Regions from separate parts of the Rattus norvegicus genome. Here region 2 is linked to region 1. A link is a contact called in public Hi-C data. All regions are on one chromosome and are shown on one strand. The core of a region is the stretch at or near the end of the contact, and the rest is flanking DNA. Distances in the headings are between cores, read along the strand shown.

Evidence for each region. Hi-C and Micro-C count contacts between places; a contact is called where the count stands out from the background.
Region 2: a Hi-C map of Schwann cells shows a contact between it and region 1, with 13 times the contacts expected there. The contact joins two enhancer-like sites. A contact is called at or near these places in 11 of 12 Hi-C or Micro-C datasets (the A7r5 cell line, the Rat2 cell line, Schwann cells and 6 more) and 1 of 1 datasets of contacts at active chromatin or transcription factors (oligodendrocytes).

The regions. Positions count from the first base shown.
Region 1 is chr1:222,776,148-222,780,703 of GRCr8, forward strand. No RefSeq gene overlaps it. Among named protein-coding and RNA genes, the nearest start is that of Gnaq, 74 kb to the right of the region's middle. Within about 2 kb of position 2,549, at least 19 of the 93 cell types and tissues checked have an H3K27ac peak or open chromatin away from gene starts, as enhancers often do. A contact at or near this core is called in Schwann cells, where this site is marked.
Region 2 is chr1:223,304,737-223,309,934 of GRCr8, forward strand. All of the region lies in intron 2 of Gna14 (G protein subunit alpha 14), which reads left to right. Among named protein-coding and RNA genes, the nearest start is that of Gna14, 170 kb to the left of the region's middle. Within about 2 kb of position 3,000, at least 5 of the 93 cell types and tissues checked have an H3K27ac peak or open chromatin away from gene starts, as enhancers often do. A contact at or near this core is called in Schwann cells, where this site is marked.

The DNA of each region.
Region 1 (4,556 bases), core at 1,299-3,798:
GCTGCGCGCTGTTTTTGTTTTTGCGACTGAAACTCACGCTCTGCACAAGTTAATCACGGACACAGGCAGAAGTCTTCCTTTCACCCCCAAGCAATCTGTCTAGTTAACTGTTTTTCTCAAAGCAACCGGTCCCATTTTTGCAAGATTAAGCTATAAATCTGAGGAACTGCATGTGTGGTCGGACGGCTGGGAACTTGTGTGGGCGCACTTGATAGATTTTTCAGAGGGCAGGGCTTTTCCTGTCCTGTCCTTTCATTTTCTGAGAGTGCTTCTTGGGAGTCTCATTTTTTCTTGAAGTAAAAACAAATTATAGAAAAGAAATGCTTCATTCATTAAGTTCTGAGCAATCCCTTGGGTTTGTTTTCATTTGCAGAGCTGGTGGCAGCAGCCGTGGTCACAGCACCAGAGGACCTGGGTCAGGCTGGCATTGGCCAGGACAGAATGTGGATTTAGTGATACTAAGCAAGGCCACAGCAATTGGGTTCTCCAGGAATCCTGAGGCTCCGGGAAGCAATGCACCTTTGGGTTAAGAGACAAAATTCTACATTAGCGACTCAGGTTAATTCGGCCAAGAAGACTTAAGAAACACAAGGTCCAGGACCCTCCCTTTGTATCCAGGTGCGAGCCAGTACAGGTCCAGCAGCTGTATTCTCCACACTCAATCTCCACTGTTCTCAGAGCAATAAGCAGGCTTGTTTCCCTCTAACAAATACAGCTGCTGGCAACTCAGGACACTGGCAGTGTGGCTGCTGTCCCCTCTCTTATGAAGATATATCTGAAGATGAGACAGTCTTGTTCAGGAGAACCTTACAGAAAAGCCACCACATACAACTTTACATAGCTGTGTGTGTGTATGTGTGAGTCACAATTTCTTGGGACTCATATTTAAGTAGGAATCATACATGAAAAATGCCACACATGATTTTTTGCTTGGAGGAAAAATTCTATAAGTAACAGCATTACTGTCCTAGATAAATCAGGTTAGGGAGATGGCCATGTGCTGAATTGCTATGGAGGACCCAAGTGGCGGGGGTCTCAGTTTGCTCCAGAAGAGGTGTGTGAGAACAGACAGCCCCATGTATGTCATTCCTCTTGGGAACTGCTCTCTGCAGAAACTGCCGAGGTCAGGTGTTACAGGGCTACCATGATAGAAAAACAAATATGCTGATTATTCCGATTTACTTTTTAAGTGAATTACTGAAGCACCGAGAGCCAAGGATGTGGTCATGTCTTATTCAGCAAACATTTTTAAAATATTTAAGTCAGTGATCTATGTGTTGGGCACATCAGTAAACAAAAGGGACAGAGATATCTGCCTATTTGGGGTTAAAAATTCTAGTGGAACGAATACCCAGGGACATAACTACTAGATTAGACAATAGTTTGGAAAGCCATGACACGCCACAGACAGGGCACAGTGTGGTAAGGGGTTGGGGGTGGGGCAGTGCTACAGAGGGGCTGGGGGTGGGGGTGGAGCAAGTTGCCAATTTAAACAGAAATGACAGAGTAGACTCTGTGGACCAGGTCATGCTGGAGTAAGTGTTTGCAGCAGCTAAAGGGTTAGGTAAGTGGATGGGAAGGTGCTCCTACCAGGCTTGTATTAGGAATAGCACAGCTATGGCCAGAGCTAGATAGACAAAGAGGAATTCAAAAGGAGCCAGAGTCGGAGAAACATTGGGGAACCTTGCCTGTGCAGGGTCTTCTTGGCCATATGAAGGACTTTGACATTTATCAGAGTAAAACCGGAGGCTTGGAAGGACATTAAGTAGAGAAATTAAGAGCTGAGAAGCGTTCTACGAAAGCCATTCTGGTTTCTGAGAATTGTCTCTTGGAAAGACAGTTGGATAAAAAGACCAAGGGGGAGGCTGAAGCAAGGCTCCAGGCGAGGAGAGGGATATGTGATGGAGCAGGGCTATGAGTGAGAGGACCCAGTGAGAACACCACGCAGTTACTCAACTGCAGTGAGAGAGAATTTCCATCATCTGAGATGAGAGAAATCTCAAATGGAAGAGGTTTAAGGAAGAAAAGGAGAACTTTGTTTTTAGACACAATTGTGGCGTCTCTCAGGCGTCCAAGTAGACATGTCCAGAAGGCAGCTGCCTGTGTCTCAAGAAGCACGCTGGTCACAAGATAGAAATGTGGGGTTTGTTGGCATATGGATAAAAGAATTCATTAAGAAGTTGAGCGCACAAGGAAAAGAAACCCAAGCATTGCTCCCTGGGGGAAGATGAGAAGACCTGGGAGATGGGTACTGAGACAGACGGAAGAAGAAGAGACAGAGGGACCCAAGGCAAATGAAAAAGGGTGTGGGTATACTGGACGCCAAGGAAAACCAAGTTAAAAGGAGGTGGTCAAATGCCAGAATTGCAGAATAGTAACACCTGCATGATAGTCTAAATGAAAAAATTTGTGCGAATTCCTAATCACAATGTTTGGTTCTAGGAAGGGCTCAAAAATCACACTTGGTATTTTTATACCTGTTCCCGAGAAAAAGAAAACAAAACCTCACTATAAAGCTGCCCAGTTCCTACGATGACCTCCAGAGGGCACTCGAGGACTTTCTTCCCTGTCAGTTTTAGGCGTGAGGTAAAATGGATTCCCAGAGCAAACAGTTCTTCATCTGAAAGGCTCGAAGATCCAATGCAGTGGGTGTCAAATGTCTGTGTGGACAAGAATTGCTTGGTCCTGTTAAAATGCTGACCCGAGCCAGGGAGATGGCTCAGTGGGTGAAATCACTGGTTTGGCACCCCTTTTGATCTGTAATCTTAGTACATCTGTGTTGAGATTCGAGGAACATGGCTGGAACCTTACCGCCGCTCCTGGATGAGACAGTGGGGCAGAAACAAGAAAGATTATGCTGCATAGTGGTGATAGGTCTCAAAGAAGCCCAGGACAAGTATCACTCAGTACCTGTGGCGCCTTCCAGCAGTTCTCACCCAGTCTGCTACGCTAACCCTCTGGGGGAGGGGGAGGGGGAGGGGGACGGGGAGGGGTGCGCGTCTGCTTTACCTTCCCGAGCCTGATCGCTATATAACTCGGCCATTTTGGCTACTCTGGTCTCTTGGCTTGGGTGCCTCTCATAGTCGCATGTTCTTCTCTTGCTCCCGTTCCCCATCTCTCTTCAGTGTTCTAGTTTAGTCTGTCAGCCATGTATAGCCTGGACTCTTCCCTCTGCATGCTTTCTCCCCTATATCTACAATAAATCTTCTAGTTATGTCTTGTTAATCCCACGGGTGTTGGGGGGTTGGATAAGGCCACTACCACAACTTTAAAGCCATATTTGAAGCAAACTTTAGTTAAATACTGGTCAGGAAGATATCTATCCGGGTCCATTTCTGGGTTCCAAGAAAATGGCCACGAGTCACACTTTGCAGAAGCTAAAACCCCACCAGGCCACTATATTTCCCATCAAATCTAATCAGGGACAAGCATACATCCTGACATATTTCCTGTCCACATACCTTCTGCCCACTCATGATCAAACACGTCCAATGTAATAGGTCAAACAAACATAAGACAAACAGAAACTTACTCTTGTCTTGACTGCAAACAGAACTCTTAACCTGCAAGGTATGTTTTTCCTGTTTCAGTCTCCCAGTAACAGGCAGGGCGAGCCGCTCCTGCCTGCTCCTGTGTTTGGTTTCACACTCCTCCTTTTTTATTTCATTTTTCTTCCATTCAGGTGGAAGGCAGGAGTCAACACCTGAAAATTGTTCCCAAATGCAAACATGCTTGCATTCACATAAAACAGATAAAGACAAATACAAAGACCATCTTTAAACATAGGTTCACAAGAGGCCCAAACTGCTACTGTCTAGAATCTTGACTTTTTTTTCTCTCCATCAGTCAAAGAATTAAAAGGCAGAGAAAAAAATCCTTTAGCATGACAAGTAGCAATGGAGAAATCTCGAATACTATTTGTGCTGGCTGATTTTTGTGTCAACCTGACACAAGCTAGCTTCATCTGAAAGGAGGGAATCATAATTGAGAAAATGCCTCCACCAGATCCAGCTGGAGGGCATTTTCTTAATTAGTGATCTATGGGGGAGGGCCCAGACCACTGTGTCATGTGTGTGTGTGGGGGGTGGTATCCCTGGGCTGGTGGTCTTGGGTTCTATAAAAATGTAGGTTGAGCAAGCCATGGGGAGCAAGCCAGTAGGTAGCACCCCTCCGTGGCCCCTGTATCAGCTTCTGCCTCCAGGTCACCGCCCTGTTTGAGTTCCTGTCCTGACTTTAATGATGGACTACAATGTGAAAGTATAAGTCAAAACCCTTTCTTCCCCACCTTGCTATTTTAATCACAGCAACCGAAATTCTAAGTCACCATTTAAGTTTCCGAAGGGTCTTCCTCCCCTGTAATAGTGTTGGTGAGTTTGGACAAAGACATGTCCTAATGTGGCCTTGAACTTGTTGAAACACTCCATCAGTGGAGACCCTATTGGCAGGAGGAAAAAAAACCCCACAGAGTCTTCCTTTGTTTTAAGCTTCTAGACTTTTGTCTCAGGTCATGAGGGAGAGAAAGAAGTCAGCCATCTTGGAAGTTCACCATCTTTAAA
Region 2 (5,198 bases), core at 1,750-4,249, 530 kb after region 1:
TGTATGGTGGATATTGGAAAGTCTTCAGCTAGTTTCAAATACTCACTTATAATTTTGTCCACTCATGTAGAGACCTTTTTTTGACCTCTGAATGTCCCTTCCTTCCTTTCTTTTTTCTTTTTTCTTTTTATTGGATATTTTATGTATTTACATTTCAAATGTTATCCCCTCTACCCCCCTCTCCCATTACCCCTCTCCCCCTCCCACTGCTTCTATGAAGATGCTCCCACTCCCACCCACCCACTCCCACTTCAACGTCCTGGCATTCCCCTACACTGGGGAAATGAGCCTTCACAGGACCAAGGGCTTCTCCTCCTATTGATGCCAGACAATGCCATCCTCTGCTACATATGCCTCTAGAGCCATAGACCCTCCATGTGTACTCTTTGGTTGGTGGTTTAGTCCCTGGGAGCTCTGGGGGTGGGGTGGGGGTGATTGATTGATATTGTTGTTCTTCTTATGGTGTTGCAAACCCCTTCAGTTCCTTCAGTCCTTTCATTGAAGTCCCTGTGCTCAGTCCAATGGTTAACTGCAAGCATCCTCATCTGTATCAGTAAGGCTCTGGCAGAACCTCTCAGGAGACATCCATATCTGGCTCCTGTCAGCAAGCACTTCTTGGTATCAGCAATAGTGATTGGGTTTGGTGGCTACATATGGGATGATCCCCAGGAGGGGCAGTCTCTGGATGACCTTGCCTTCAGCCCCTGCTCCACTCTTTGTCCCTGTATTTCCTCTCGTGAGTATTTTGTCCTCCCTTCTAAGAAAGACTGAAGCATCCACATTTTTTGGTTCCTTCCTTTCTTTTAATACACAATTAAGCTTAGAATAGGTATGTGCATATGAATGCGAATGTCCACAGCTAAGATCACTTCCTGAGTTGAAGTTTCAGGCCCTTCGTTGTAATTAGCCTGATGTGAGTGCTGTGAACAGAAATGATGACTTCTACAGGAGCAGTAAGCCTCTTAACTGCTGAACCATCCCTTCTCTCCTTTTTGAGAGGGAAATTGAGCTTTGTCCTCCACAGAACCTGAATGGTGCAGAGTGTTTGCCAAACAAGGCATGCAGAGAAAGACTCTGGTGCACACAGCAATTGCCCTAACACACGTAACCATCTCTCTCCAGGCTGGAGGACTTCATGGTCACCCACCCACACATTCCTTCCTCTTTTTAAAATATAAATGTTGCTGTAAAATTATAAAAAAAATGCTGTCTTTTACCCTGCACTAGGTTTGGCACCGCAGTGCCCCAAGCTCTCTGGTAGACGTCTTCATCTCAGTCAGCAAAGCCTCTCACCCGCTCTGCTCCATCCCATATCACACTGCCGGTGGCTTCTCTCTGAGCCTGGCAACAATCTCTCTATCTATCTAGTTCCCAAGGCAGGCTGCCACCATGCCAGACATACGTATGTCTCCAGTCATCACACTCTCTTGAATTCAATTAAATCGCCACATGAAAGAACACACAACACAATAATAACCTCTGATCCAGTTGATAAGATATAATTGACCACTAGACATACAAAGCCCTGTACACATCCATCCCTTAAGAACATTCATAAAAACCCATGAATGTGCGGAGAGGAACCTTAACATCAGCCTCCATGGTCTCTCGGCTGCTTCTCCTACCTTCTCCAGTCTCCTCCCCTCTCTAAAACTTTTCTCCCGCCCATCCTTCCTTCTCGTCCAATGACAGGCCTCATTCTATCTTGTACCTGCCTTCACCTATATAATGACATCCTACATTTAACCCTTTTTGTCTAATTAAAAAAAACTTTTCTTTCAAATATAAGCTGAGCACAGCTATTATCATTTTGTAATTAAAAGCATAAAATATATCTAACACCCAGTCCAACACTTTATCAGTTAAACAGAACATTTAGTTATCCATTCCAGCTTAAGAAAGGCTTAAAATCTATGTTATATTCTGGCTAGCTTGTATACTATCTGATAGCTATCTAATAAGATATGCATTTTCAAAGTCAAATAGCCTGATAGGCTATGAGACTGTAATCAGTCTTCAACCCCATCAGAAATCTGAGAATGACCAAATATCTATACACATAGGAAGCCTAACACAGCTTCCAGAGCTGAGAGGTTGTAGAGACAAATCTCCACTAGCACAGTCCTCTGTTAGCCACATGTGAGCGCAAATCTTCAGCCTTCTGACCCAAAATCAACTGACAGACCCTTGAAATGCAGAAATCTTGAAGGGTTGATAATTCTGTCTTGGCAAAATTATCAGTCAACCATTCTGCATAAGGTGTCCCTTTTTGGACAGTATCAGTCTGTAGATGAAATAGGCAGTTTCTGCCTAGCCACAAAATATTACCTCACCTGGAGGTAGAAATGCTTATTTTCTTTGTTAAATCTAGCAAAGGAGAACTCTTTCTACCCCCCCCCCGCCCTTCTCTCCTTGACCCCTTTTTCCTTCTCTCCCCTTTCCCCTCCCCCTTTCCAGCCTCTCCATTGTCTGTATGTATGTATGTATGTATGTATGTATGTATGTATGTATGTATGTCTTCTATCTGCCCCTACTCCCTTCTCAACTCCCCTTCCCATGGCCTAAATAAACTCTATTCTATACTATACCACCTTGGGGTTGGTACCTCAGGGGGAAGGGATACCTCAGCATGGGCCACCGCGGAGGCACCCCTCCCACCTCACCATACCTTACCCTACCAAAATATATTCTGGTCTTAAAAAGAAAAAGAAAAGAAAACACAACACCCAATGGAGAATGATTCCTTCATAAAACAGACCCCAGATGAATGAATTCAGATATATAGAGGGGGACAGTGGTGTGCTACATGGGTGAATTTAATTATCCAGCTGTTTCCAGGGGTCACAAGCGTTTGTGCATGTGTGTGTGCATGTGTGTGTGTGGGGGGGGGGTCATAGAAGTGTTTAAAGCCCTGCAGATCATCTGGGTTCTGACCCAACAACTTGGCACTGTTGTGGTCAGTGTGAAAGGAGACGGTGTGACAGCCGAGGCTATGTTCCAGAAGAATGTTATTCACAAACTGAGTCAGGGGCTGGATTTGGTCCACCAGCTCCATTTTGACCAACTACACTGCAATCATTCATGTTTCAGAAGTCACTTTGGCAAAAGAGGTTTTGTGAGTCTCTAAGTAGCGTAGACATCACTCTGCCTTCAAGCAATTCCACTTCTTTTCCATTTGAGTACAGGCAGCCCGGTTTCCCCTGCCTCCTCTATACTCAGTGGACACTTTCGACCAACCCTGGCTCACTGAACTGTGTCTAGACGTGATGTCTTCAGCATCCAGACCCAGTTCACAGAACTTCTGCCCGATGTTCCCTGCTCTTTCCACTCTTCTGCGGGCATGGAAGACTCCAGGACCCAGGATGTTGTTAGAGTCACCTGCTGCTGTGAGCCTGGGTCCCAGAATAACAGTGTGCCGTGAAGCTTCTCGCCCCACCCTACAAGGACTCCCACTGGACTGGGCAGGGGCGTGAAACAAATGTCAGCGTTCCGTGGGTATCAGGGTACATATCCGGACAAAGAACAGACACTGAAAGAGAGGGAAAGAGCAGATCTTATGTTTGTTGGACTGAACTGTCTCCTGTAAAACAAACAAAGCTGAAACTAAGGCCACTCCAGAGCCAGACGAGGAGGAGCAAGTTGGTGGCAGGAAACCCTATCTGTCATGGGACACATCACGAGGCCTCTAGGCACATGCGGCCCAACTAACCCCAAAGAAGTGATCACAGGAAGGGCAGCTTTCTTCAGCCACATAGTGAGCCCTGCTTCTGGTGGGTTCCACTGTCTTGGTGGATTCAAACTGCCTTAGGTTTAAAATACTTAAAACATAAAACCCAGGGCCTGTTCTGAACACGCAGACACCTCCCCCGTTTAGTGTTTTCTGAGATATGGTTTCTCTGTATAGTCCTGGCTGTCCTGGAACTTACTGTGTACACCAGGCTAACCTTGAACTCACAGGTCTGCCTGCCTCGGCCTCTCCAGTGCTGGGATTAAAGGCATGAGCCACCATATGACTGTTTCTTTTGTCATCATTCCCTTCCAGGAGTATCTGGCCTTTAGAGATTGTCACATGACATCATCTACAAAAACCATGCATGGAAGTTGGGCAATCAGGTTACAAACCAAAACCAAAAACAACAACAGCAGCAACAACAACAACAACAACAACAACAACAACAATAACAACAACACCCTGTTTGTAGTAAGTTTGTGATTTCGGGTTAGGCTGTAGTCATAGCTGTCCTGAGTTGCATGTGTCCTATGGACCTCAGCCTGGACACAAGTGTCTAAGTAAGACATATAACAACTCGTGAAAGCATTTACATTGGTGGTTTACGGGGTGTGAGCAGGTCCTACAAAATGCTCTGAAATCTTAAAGAGGATCTTGGTCGTCCTTGGGATTTAGTATTCATGGGGTGTGGGGGTTCTGGAAAGTATTCCTGGAGAACACTCGGAGTCAACTACAAACTCAAGGATTGGAGTCCATCTTCCAGATGCTCTCTGATACCTTATGCCTTCAATGCGCTTCTCCATCCTAGAACTCGAAGGTTCTTAGGAGAAGGAGTGTCTTGCGAAATGTGGTGTAGCAGAGAATCCCTGCTCCCCGCCCCCATTTGGGAAGTGCTGTCAGTAATGGCCAGCACAGCCAGGTTTGTGGTGGCAAAGGTGTGAGGGGTTGTGTGAACAGCACCCTTCTTCCATCCCTCCGTATCCTCTGGTAGAAATATGAACCTATCCCTCTACCCATCTCTAACTCTAGTTGCTCTTTTTTCTTTGATCTCTTAACATCTGTGTAAGGGTCTGGTGTATTCCCACCCAAAGACACTTCTGTATTAAAATATCCAAGAGAGGGGCTGAATAGTCCCAGAAGCAAGCCCAGGTTCAGCATGGAGGACTACTCACAGGTCAAGCAGTGAGACTGGCTAAGATTATCATTGCTAAGATAATTTAGAGACACTGATGCCCAAGATGTTTGTTTCACCTGAACCCACGATGACAGGGAATTCCGACTGTAAATAGAATCAGGAGAACTTTAATGGAGGCATCGGTGTATCACTTTGGGTTTGACTGAGACTGCCCTGGAATGGTGAATTCATTACAGGGACCATGCTGTGGAGTGGAGAGGAAGGCACTGAAAGCCGCTGCCTCTGTGTATCTGTGTATCTGGCAGTGTGGGTGTAAAGTTTGTATGGATCAAC